Linked DNA regions of Zea mays: region 2 is linked to region 1. The links are chromatin contacts, called in public Hi-C maps. All regions are on one chromosome and are shown on one strand. Each heading gives the region's core, a stretch centred on a gene start, on an enhancer-like site or on the middle of the called end of the contact. The rest is flanking DNA. Distances are from core to core; before and after follow the strand shown. Region 1 holds the start of LOC103647051. Region 2 has its middle 67 kb from the start of LOC103647057.

The links. A called contact is a pair of places that touch in the nucleus more often than the background predicts.
Region 2: a contact with region 1 is called in a Hi-C map of tassel, with 4 times the contacts expected there. The contact joins the enhancer-like site here to the promoter of LOC103647051 in region 1. A contact is called at or near these places in 6 of 25 Hi-C or Micro-C datasets (ear, leaf, tassel and 1 more).

What each region holds. Positions count from the first base shown.
Region 1 is chr2:145,318,236-145,322,360 of Zm-B73-REFERENCE-NAM-5.0, reverse strand. It overlaps LOC103647051, which reads left to right and starts at 2,358. Exons shown (of 17, transcript XM_035965350.1): 1 at 2,358-2,481; 2 at 2,585-2,775; 3 at 3,932-4,086. The coding sequence starts at 3,934.
Region 2 is chr2:145,467,194-145,471,318 of Zm-B73-REFERENCE-NAM-5.0, reverse strand. No RefSeq gene overlaps it. Among protein-coding and RNA genes, the nearest start is that of LOC103647057, 67 kb to the left of the region's middle. Within about 2 kb of position 1,773, at least 6 of the 20 cell types and tissues checked have an H3K27ac peak or open chromatin away from gene starts, as enhancers often do. A contact at or near this core is called in ear and tassel, where this site is marked.

The sequences.
Region 1 (4,125 bases), core at 1,109-3,608:
TCCTCTTATTCTTCATCAGTGTTTTCTTCCTCAACATCTTGTTCAGCTTCGGCAGCAGGTGCACCTTCTTCAATGGCTCCCTCCATCACAACTAGGCCCGATTGTCTCATGACTTCGGAGATTGGAGCTGTCTCAGTGGCTTCAGTCTCCTCCCCTTCACGGGTCACCCTCGCAGTCGAGCGCACTTTGGCCATCTGATGATGAATTTTTTGCAGTTTTTACGAAGCTGATGTTTTTACAGTTTTTTGACGAAGCTCCCTCTTTTGACGAAGCTAATTCAAGATGATGGTTTGCTCGAGAATGCAGTGAAAAAGCTTCGGCTATGGTTAAATTTTTCAACAGCACAACAGTGCAATGACAATGAATGTTGTGGTAACTTCATACCTACCCGTCTGTTTATATAGTGCTACAGGTGGGAGGTGAATCGCCAAGTTGCCCGCACCCGCTGAACGGTGGACCACTCGGCGCTTGGGAGGTGAATCGCCACATCGTGCGAACCCGCCGCATGGTGGGCCACCTCGCGCTCGGAATATTTTAATCATTTCTCGGCAACGAGCTCAGGGAAGGTGTTTTTCGGACCTTCGGCATTCCGAAGCCTTAGAGATTTTTCACGGATCAAGCTCGTTACGAAAAACGATCTAGCACCGCGAAGGGCTACTGTTGGGGTCTGCTTCGTCGCTGAAGGTCCTTTAAGAAGAAACACCTTCGGAAGATCAGCACATAAACAAATACAACGCGAAGGTACACGCCGAAGCTACCATCCAGGGAGCTTCGGCATAAGCGACATGCCTTGAGACGAAGGGCTGCACCGACTTAAAGAGGAAAAGACCAATCGGTCCATGATAATTTGTGTCATGATTGTAACTAGTTGTCAAGGACATAAATGTAATTTTGACCGGGCTGCGTCCCGTGCCTATAAATAGGTGAACAGTACCCCCGTACTGTTCACGATGGCTTGTATTCGCTCGTGCGTCATGCTTGGACTTTTGCCTTCTGTCAAGCCGAAGGTACAAATGTAATTCAATATTGTTCTTATTCATCTATGATGATATAATAAAGATATATTAATGATGTCATATGATTATTCATGTTATTTCGCATGTTTCATATGCTACTTCTTTCATTGATGTATACTATGATGATTAAGGTACGTCCTTCATGACCTTCGTCCGAAGATCGTTATATCCAAAGGGAAATAATGCTTCGAAGGACGAATGACATTAACCATTAACCTCTTTTTGTGTTGCCTTGTTCTTAATTTATAGCATTTGAGAACAAGTCTCCAACACTAGACAAACAATAGCTACATCCCTTCCCATTTCTTCACACAACATACATTTACATAATTATGCATTACTAATTGGTTAACAAACCCTAAACTAGCTACCTCCCTTTTCAAATTCTTCTACTGCATGTAGCACCCTATAGGCCTTAATCACCCATTGGGGATCTCCAAGAAAATAAACGGTATCGAGAAATATTAGCATAAACAAAGGTTGAGTTCTTCAATGATTCAACGACTCCTTCAACCTTGTCGCGGCAATGGCTACATACTGCACAGCAGCGATCGTCTCCTTCTCCGCAATGATGGCCACGGAACGAGCCTCAGCTGCAGCTACGACTGCTGCACGAGCTCGGCTATAACTTCAACAAGAGGAGTACACTCCATTCCGAAGGTTCTCTGACTAGGATTCCTGCAGAAGAGGAATACTCAGGATGAAGGAGGAGTTGTAAGGGTAGAGAAATGTGACGACTAGGTGACGGCGTGACCTCCAACTGCTTAATAGCTGTCCGAGGCGCCGAAGAGCTAATTTGAGTCTATAGTAGCGTTGTGTGGGTTTTCAAATTGTCAAATTTCTCCCTGTCTCTATGATCGGTCAAAGCCGAGCGTACCGTGTTTAGGCCCTGTTTGGGAGAGTTTCACTTCAAGAATTTCAATTTCGTTCGAATTTCTTCAACCCAAACAGGTCTAACTCCACGAGCTTTAGTTTTAAAAAAATTGAAACTAGAGGCCCGTTTCATGAAATTCATGAAGCTCCTTAGAGGGTGCTTCAAAAACACTGTTTTTATATCTACTCATGAAGCTGTACGAAAATTACCCACCATGCCACTGGTTTCGCAACATACAACTTCCGTTCTCTCTGGCGACAACCCACTAATCATCAAGGGTAATCAAGGAAACCCACACAAATCAATTGTACTATAGAAGTTGGAGTCCATATACAAACCAAACGCTCCTAGAACTCACCTTAACAATTTGCTGGAGCTGTTTTATGGTGAAACTTGAAAACCAAAGCTGAAGTTTTTGAAGCAAAGCTCTCTCAAACAGGCCCTTAATAATGTCAAAAATCTCATCTGCGTGGGCTTGTCAACGCGGAAAAGCCGGTGGACCTCGTCCGCGTGGAGTCTCATCTGCTTGGGCTTGTCAACGCGGAAAAGCCGGTGGACCTCGTCCGCGTGGAGAAAAAAAAAACAGAGAATGTAAGTTGAACGGGTCAGTCAACTCTTATATAGTCTCAATCTTCACAAAAGAATATTAATTAATTAGTGCCAAGAAGAGTTATTCTTCCGACTGCCCCGTCAGATCTGCGTAAACTCCTCTGTGTCAGTCATCTGCACCCCACTTCATCAGCATTATCCGCGGCTCCGGCCTCCGGGCTTGGTTCATCTCTTTAGCTAGCGGGAGGCCATTCGCAGTTGGAGCTTCTTCCATAGATCTGGTTGGTCACTGCTCCAAGAAGGTCTCGGCCAGCCGGCGGAAGGCCCCTCTTCCAGGTTAGTACTAATATATAACACCGTACCCAATCAAATTGTTTGGTAAAGTTTAATGTTTTTATTGATTTTGGCTGCGTTGTATGATTGTATCTTAACTAGAATGCTGAGCATCTCCAAGAGATTAGTCAAATGGCTCAGCAAACCAAATTTTGGCTACTCAATAGCAAAATAACTCTCTAACAGACTAGCCATCTAAGTTGTCAAGTTATCCGGCTCTTCAAATTGGCTCCCTCTCTAGCTAAATTTGGCTAGCCGCTGACTAGCCAAACTAAATAGGGAGTCTGTTGGGGTAAGATGCTACATATAGAATGTAATCTTTATAAAGATGTAAATAGAGTGTTATATAGAGCGTCGAAAATGGAGTGTCTCTTGGAGATGCTCTAACAGTGGTTTTCTCGAAAAAATTGACCGAACATTGCAAGCTCAAGTTTAACCACCCCGATTCTTGCTCTGGCCCCTTCCTAATCTCAAGGTTATGACACGCTAATATGTTTAGAGCAAATTCGTCTTCGCTGCTGGATGTTTATTTTCCCTTTTTCTTTCGGCTGATTGAACTTCCTAGTAGTTTGTCAAGCTAAAAAATAACTTAAGGCCTGCACGGTTTTATATAAACAAGTGCTGAATTTCATCCACTGTAAAGTAATTGCTTCAATTAAGAACACCTATAATCTGTCGAAAGTAGGGCTTGAATAATTAGGCACGTTTACATGTTTCCTTTGAGCATAGATGTTGAACTGACCTGTCTTGGTAGAGTGTGGAAGCAGGCAGTACGCACAGTATTAGTATGCCATGATTAATTTTCATACAGAAACAACACGAGTAAACATGTAACCTTTCAAATTATTGTAAGGTTTGCACTAGTTTATGTGATACTCCCATATAGTCTACACGATATAAGGTCTAATATGGAGCAGACTAACATCAATCTTGACTTCTGCTACTGTGTGCAATAATACATATAACATTGCAATTGATCTACAGACATGGTGCATTAATCTTTTTAGTTCTGTTTAGTCTTATCTATTTTTCTTTGGGAGGGACTATAAGTAATATGCTGTTCTAGTTAATACAAAAAAACATAGAATACTGCACCCTTTAGAAAACCTGTACTGTACACAATCCACTCTATATGTTATTATTCTTTTTTTTTTTGCAGAAATGGACGATCAGGAGAATGAAGATCAAGCCCTTGAGCACATATTAACTGATGCTAATGCAGAGCCAGTCATGCTATCATATGCATTCTTAAAAAGTATTACAAATGATTTCTCATGTGTAATCGGTAGGGGTGGGTTTGGAGTGGTTTATAAGGTATAAACATTTCTTTTCTTGTAGTGTTGCTAAAGTTAA
Region 2 (4,125 bases), core at 524-3,023, 150 kb before region 1:
TAATTAGCAAACCTATCTTCCTCTCTCTTCATACAAATACATACATCATTCATTAAACAACTAAATATATATTGGATAAACTAAATTGAGAACTAAATATGAAAAGGGAGAGATGATAGACATAATCAAATCGTCTTAAGCAACCTCATTTGAGGAAATATAGAAAATAAACTAGCTACTTTCTTCCTAACACATGGTAAACCAAATGAGACTAAAATTGAAGAAGAATGAACAAAAATTGACAAGAGAAATATAAACCAACCTTTCTTAACAACCTTGATCAAAAAACTAAGATCAAAACCTCTTCTCTTGTATTTTACGAAATTTGGAACTCCAAAATCGTGACAATGGCACGTGGCTGCGAGAAGTTGTGGAGTTCAGGGAGAAGAAGGGATAGTTATACCAAAAACATCACCTGCGGTTCGTTTTATTACTGAATGTGAAAAAAAATCATAGACGGTTCGCTTAATAAAACCGCTAGTGAAAATCGTCAATTTTTACTGACATTTCAAGTAACTAAACCGCTAGTGCAATTCTCATTTACACTGGCGGTTTCTTAAACAACCCGCCTGTGAAAATTGATGATTTTTTTACTTCTGGTTCTACTAAGCGAACCGCTGAGTGAAAATCTGTTCCACTAGCAGTTGTGGGATCGAGACCACATATATTCTATCATTGATGCGCGATAACCGAAACTATTAGTAAAAATTAGATTCCACCGTAGACTTAGGGGGTGTTTGGTTTGCCCCTGCTAAAATTTAGCCCCTATCACATCGAATGTTTGAACCTCCGTTCGGGGTATTAAATGTAGTCGGATTATAAAACTAATTTCTCAGCCGAAGATTAAAAAGTGAGACGAATCTAGTACAGTTGGTTGGGTCTATATTTCATACTCCTATTTGAAAGTCAAACGCTTGATGTGACCCGGGCTAAACTTTAGTCCACAGAACCAAACACCCCCTTAGAGCTCTTTTCTACCCGTGACAGTGACAGGTGACCCACACCTATGCCAGCCAGCTGTCTAACAGATCATGATCAGCCTGCACTGCACTGCATTGCATGCGGCTAAATGGCTAATGTAGCAAGTCGTTGCAGATAAAATAAGGGAATGAGGCTATCCGCAACTGTTACCTCTAAATTTTTCCCCCTATATCACTTTTCCCCCTATTTTCCTCCTATTTTTTCATCTCCCGCAGCGGTTCCCCCTAAATACTCCCCATATACCCCACTACCACTATAAAATATCATTTTCTATACCAATTATCAATTTTTTATCTACTAATAATTACTCGTGGACCCACAGCACAGTGTTTAGGGTGATGAACAGTGACACGCTAGATCTGGGGAGAGAGAGAAGGAGACCGACACGTAGGGGGCGCTGTAGGGGGCACCGCTGTGGCCATAGGGTGCCCCCTACAACCGACATGCAAGGGGAGGGGCGCGGTAGCGTTCACCGTTGCGCTCAGTCTGAGATGGTCCCTTGAGATCTAGCTACCGCTACTTATGAGACGACAGGTCTAGTAACAAGCAGAGTAAAAATTGGATGGACACGTTGAGATGACCATAGTTGTTGCTTGAGGAGGAGACGGTGGTTCACAGAAGAGCAGAGCAGGGTGTAAAATTTGTCCAAAGATTCCAGACCTCCATGCATCCTCTCGCTCCTCCAGGCATTTTATGAAGCTTGCCGCTGCTGCTTTTCTGCAACCCAGGAGGAGGCTGTTGGCCGAGGCAACATGGACAGCATCTTTCAGCCCACGTAGTACAGTACTGTGTTTCAGTGCCATCCATCATTTCCGCTGCTTCAATGCTTTTGCAGCTGCAGCCTGCAGGCGATGGTATAACTCGCTCCATCGCCTCAACCACCTCCGTGCGATCGATGCACAAAGATGTCACCCGTCCGGCTGTGGATGTGCGCCTTGTTTTCCTGCCATCTTGTTTTCTGAATACACAAGCACAGGTCATCTCTCTCTCTCTCTCTCTCTCTCTCTTTCTTCTGAATCTAGACTAGGGGCCGTAGGGTTTATATTAAGTATAGCAAGATGTTGATTAGTTTCTCTGCACCGCTCCTCTGAAAAATATGTAGCGACCAGGCCTGTTTGCTATCTCCAACTAAACTTTTGTCACCAAAACTTTAGGTCGAGGCCGGTATCCAGACATTTGAACTAAAAGTGAATCTAGCAAATTTTTAGTTTCCTTCCACGCTAGATGGAATAGAAAGCAAGCATTAGTCCATTAGTCGGTTAAACTAAAAATGATTTACTTACCTAAACTTTAGCTCAACTGATTTTTAGCCCATCTAAATTTTAGGCCAACTAGGTTTTAGTCCATATATTTAAACTAGAGGATTTGTCCACCAGCTATTCTTTGAAATCATACAGAAAAGAGTTATAAAGCTGCGACGTGCCTGGCATCTTCGTTGACACTAGGGGGTGTTTAATTTGAAGAATCACTCCATCCAAGATGTGGTGCATCATATGTTTATTCATTAAATTTGATGGGATGATCCTATTCCTCATGTTAGTATTAAATAACTAACTATGAGAAATAAGGTCGTGATGGATCAATTCATTTTATTCCACAAACCAAATAAAAAATGAGTAACGAGAAGTTGATGGACTAGCTTATTTCTCAAACCAAACACATTATAAAGGCACTGTTTGTTTTAGCTTTTTTCAGCTTCTGACACTACTAGAGATATGCTTATTTAAGACGCACATTTTAAGACGGATATCAATGCATTTTATAGAAGCGTCTTTTATTATATGGTCATGAGTAAGATAAGACGGTTGGTTGGAGATCCGTCTTCAATAAAGAAGTGTTTTAAGACAGTTACATAGTAAGAAATGTCTTATATTGATTTAAGATGGATTGTTATTGAAAACCGTCTCAAATAAATATATCTTTTGAGTCATTAAGATTGCAAGAATTGTCTTAGATTTTGGCTAGTATATTAGACACTTTTATATATGAAGTCATCTAAAATAAAGATATTATTAGAGTCGTATAGACTATAAGAACTGTCTTATATGTTAGTGAGTATACTAGATACTTCTAAATATGAAACGTATTCGTATGATATTTCTGATACGACATATTGTGAAAAAAACATAGTAAATAGTGAATTCGGCTTAGTTTGATGATATATATGATATAAAATATAAAACTTATCTCTGCAACTTGATATTGATGGTAAAATGAATCCACATGTGACTCGATCATTAATGTGTCATACAACAGACCTAAGTCATCATTTTGTTTAATTCCTATCATTTATGTAGCAAGGGGTTTAGGAAGGTATATACATCCTATGTTGAATATATCAGTGCTTTAACATTTACATTATCAAACTCTAAAAACCCAGCCACTTCAAAGATTCGGAATAAAAAATCCAGCATCCAAATAATTCTTTCTTTCTTCTAATCTCTTTTTATGAAAAGGTCATCGGCTTTGCCCTCAAGAGGCTATGCCAGGGACGAGTTTCTCGCTCGAGAAACACCGGTTACCGGTAAAATTTCTCGTTCCCGCTACTGACCAGGAAATGAAAACGGATTTGGTCTTCAGTGTATTTCGATTTAGAATTTAAAAATATAAGAGTTAAATTGTGGTCAACAAAACGGTATCAAAAAATGTAAAACGAAAATGTAATCCTGGGTTGTACCATGCCAATGCTAGCCATTTTTCTTGCCAACGTGTCGCCTCTTGCCTGCCAACGCTCCTCAGCCACCCCGTGCGACGATGTTGCAAAAAAATACCCTAGCTGATTTTATGAAAATACAAACACTCCTCTGCATCTCAAACCCTAGACTTCTCAGATTTCCTCATCCCTCATCTCTCCTCCCGTGCCATCGCCTCTCATCGTCGTCTTCCTCCGTGTGCCGCCGCTACCGCAGCCCCCTTGCCTGCTCGCCTCCACGGCCACACGGAGGCCCCCTGTGTTGCTCTCGATTCTCACTCCTCCTCTCTATTTCCTGTGTTGTCGCCCCGCCCCATGGTCTTCTTCCTCGCGCCAGCACTGTCCCTATGCCTCCTCCTTGCTCACCTCCATGGCCTCGCGGAAGCGGACCTTGCCGCGAGTGCTTCCCAATTCTCCTCACCTCGTCCTCTCTCCTTTCAGGATATGCGCTG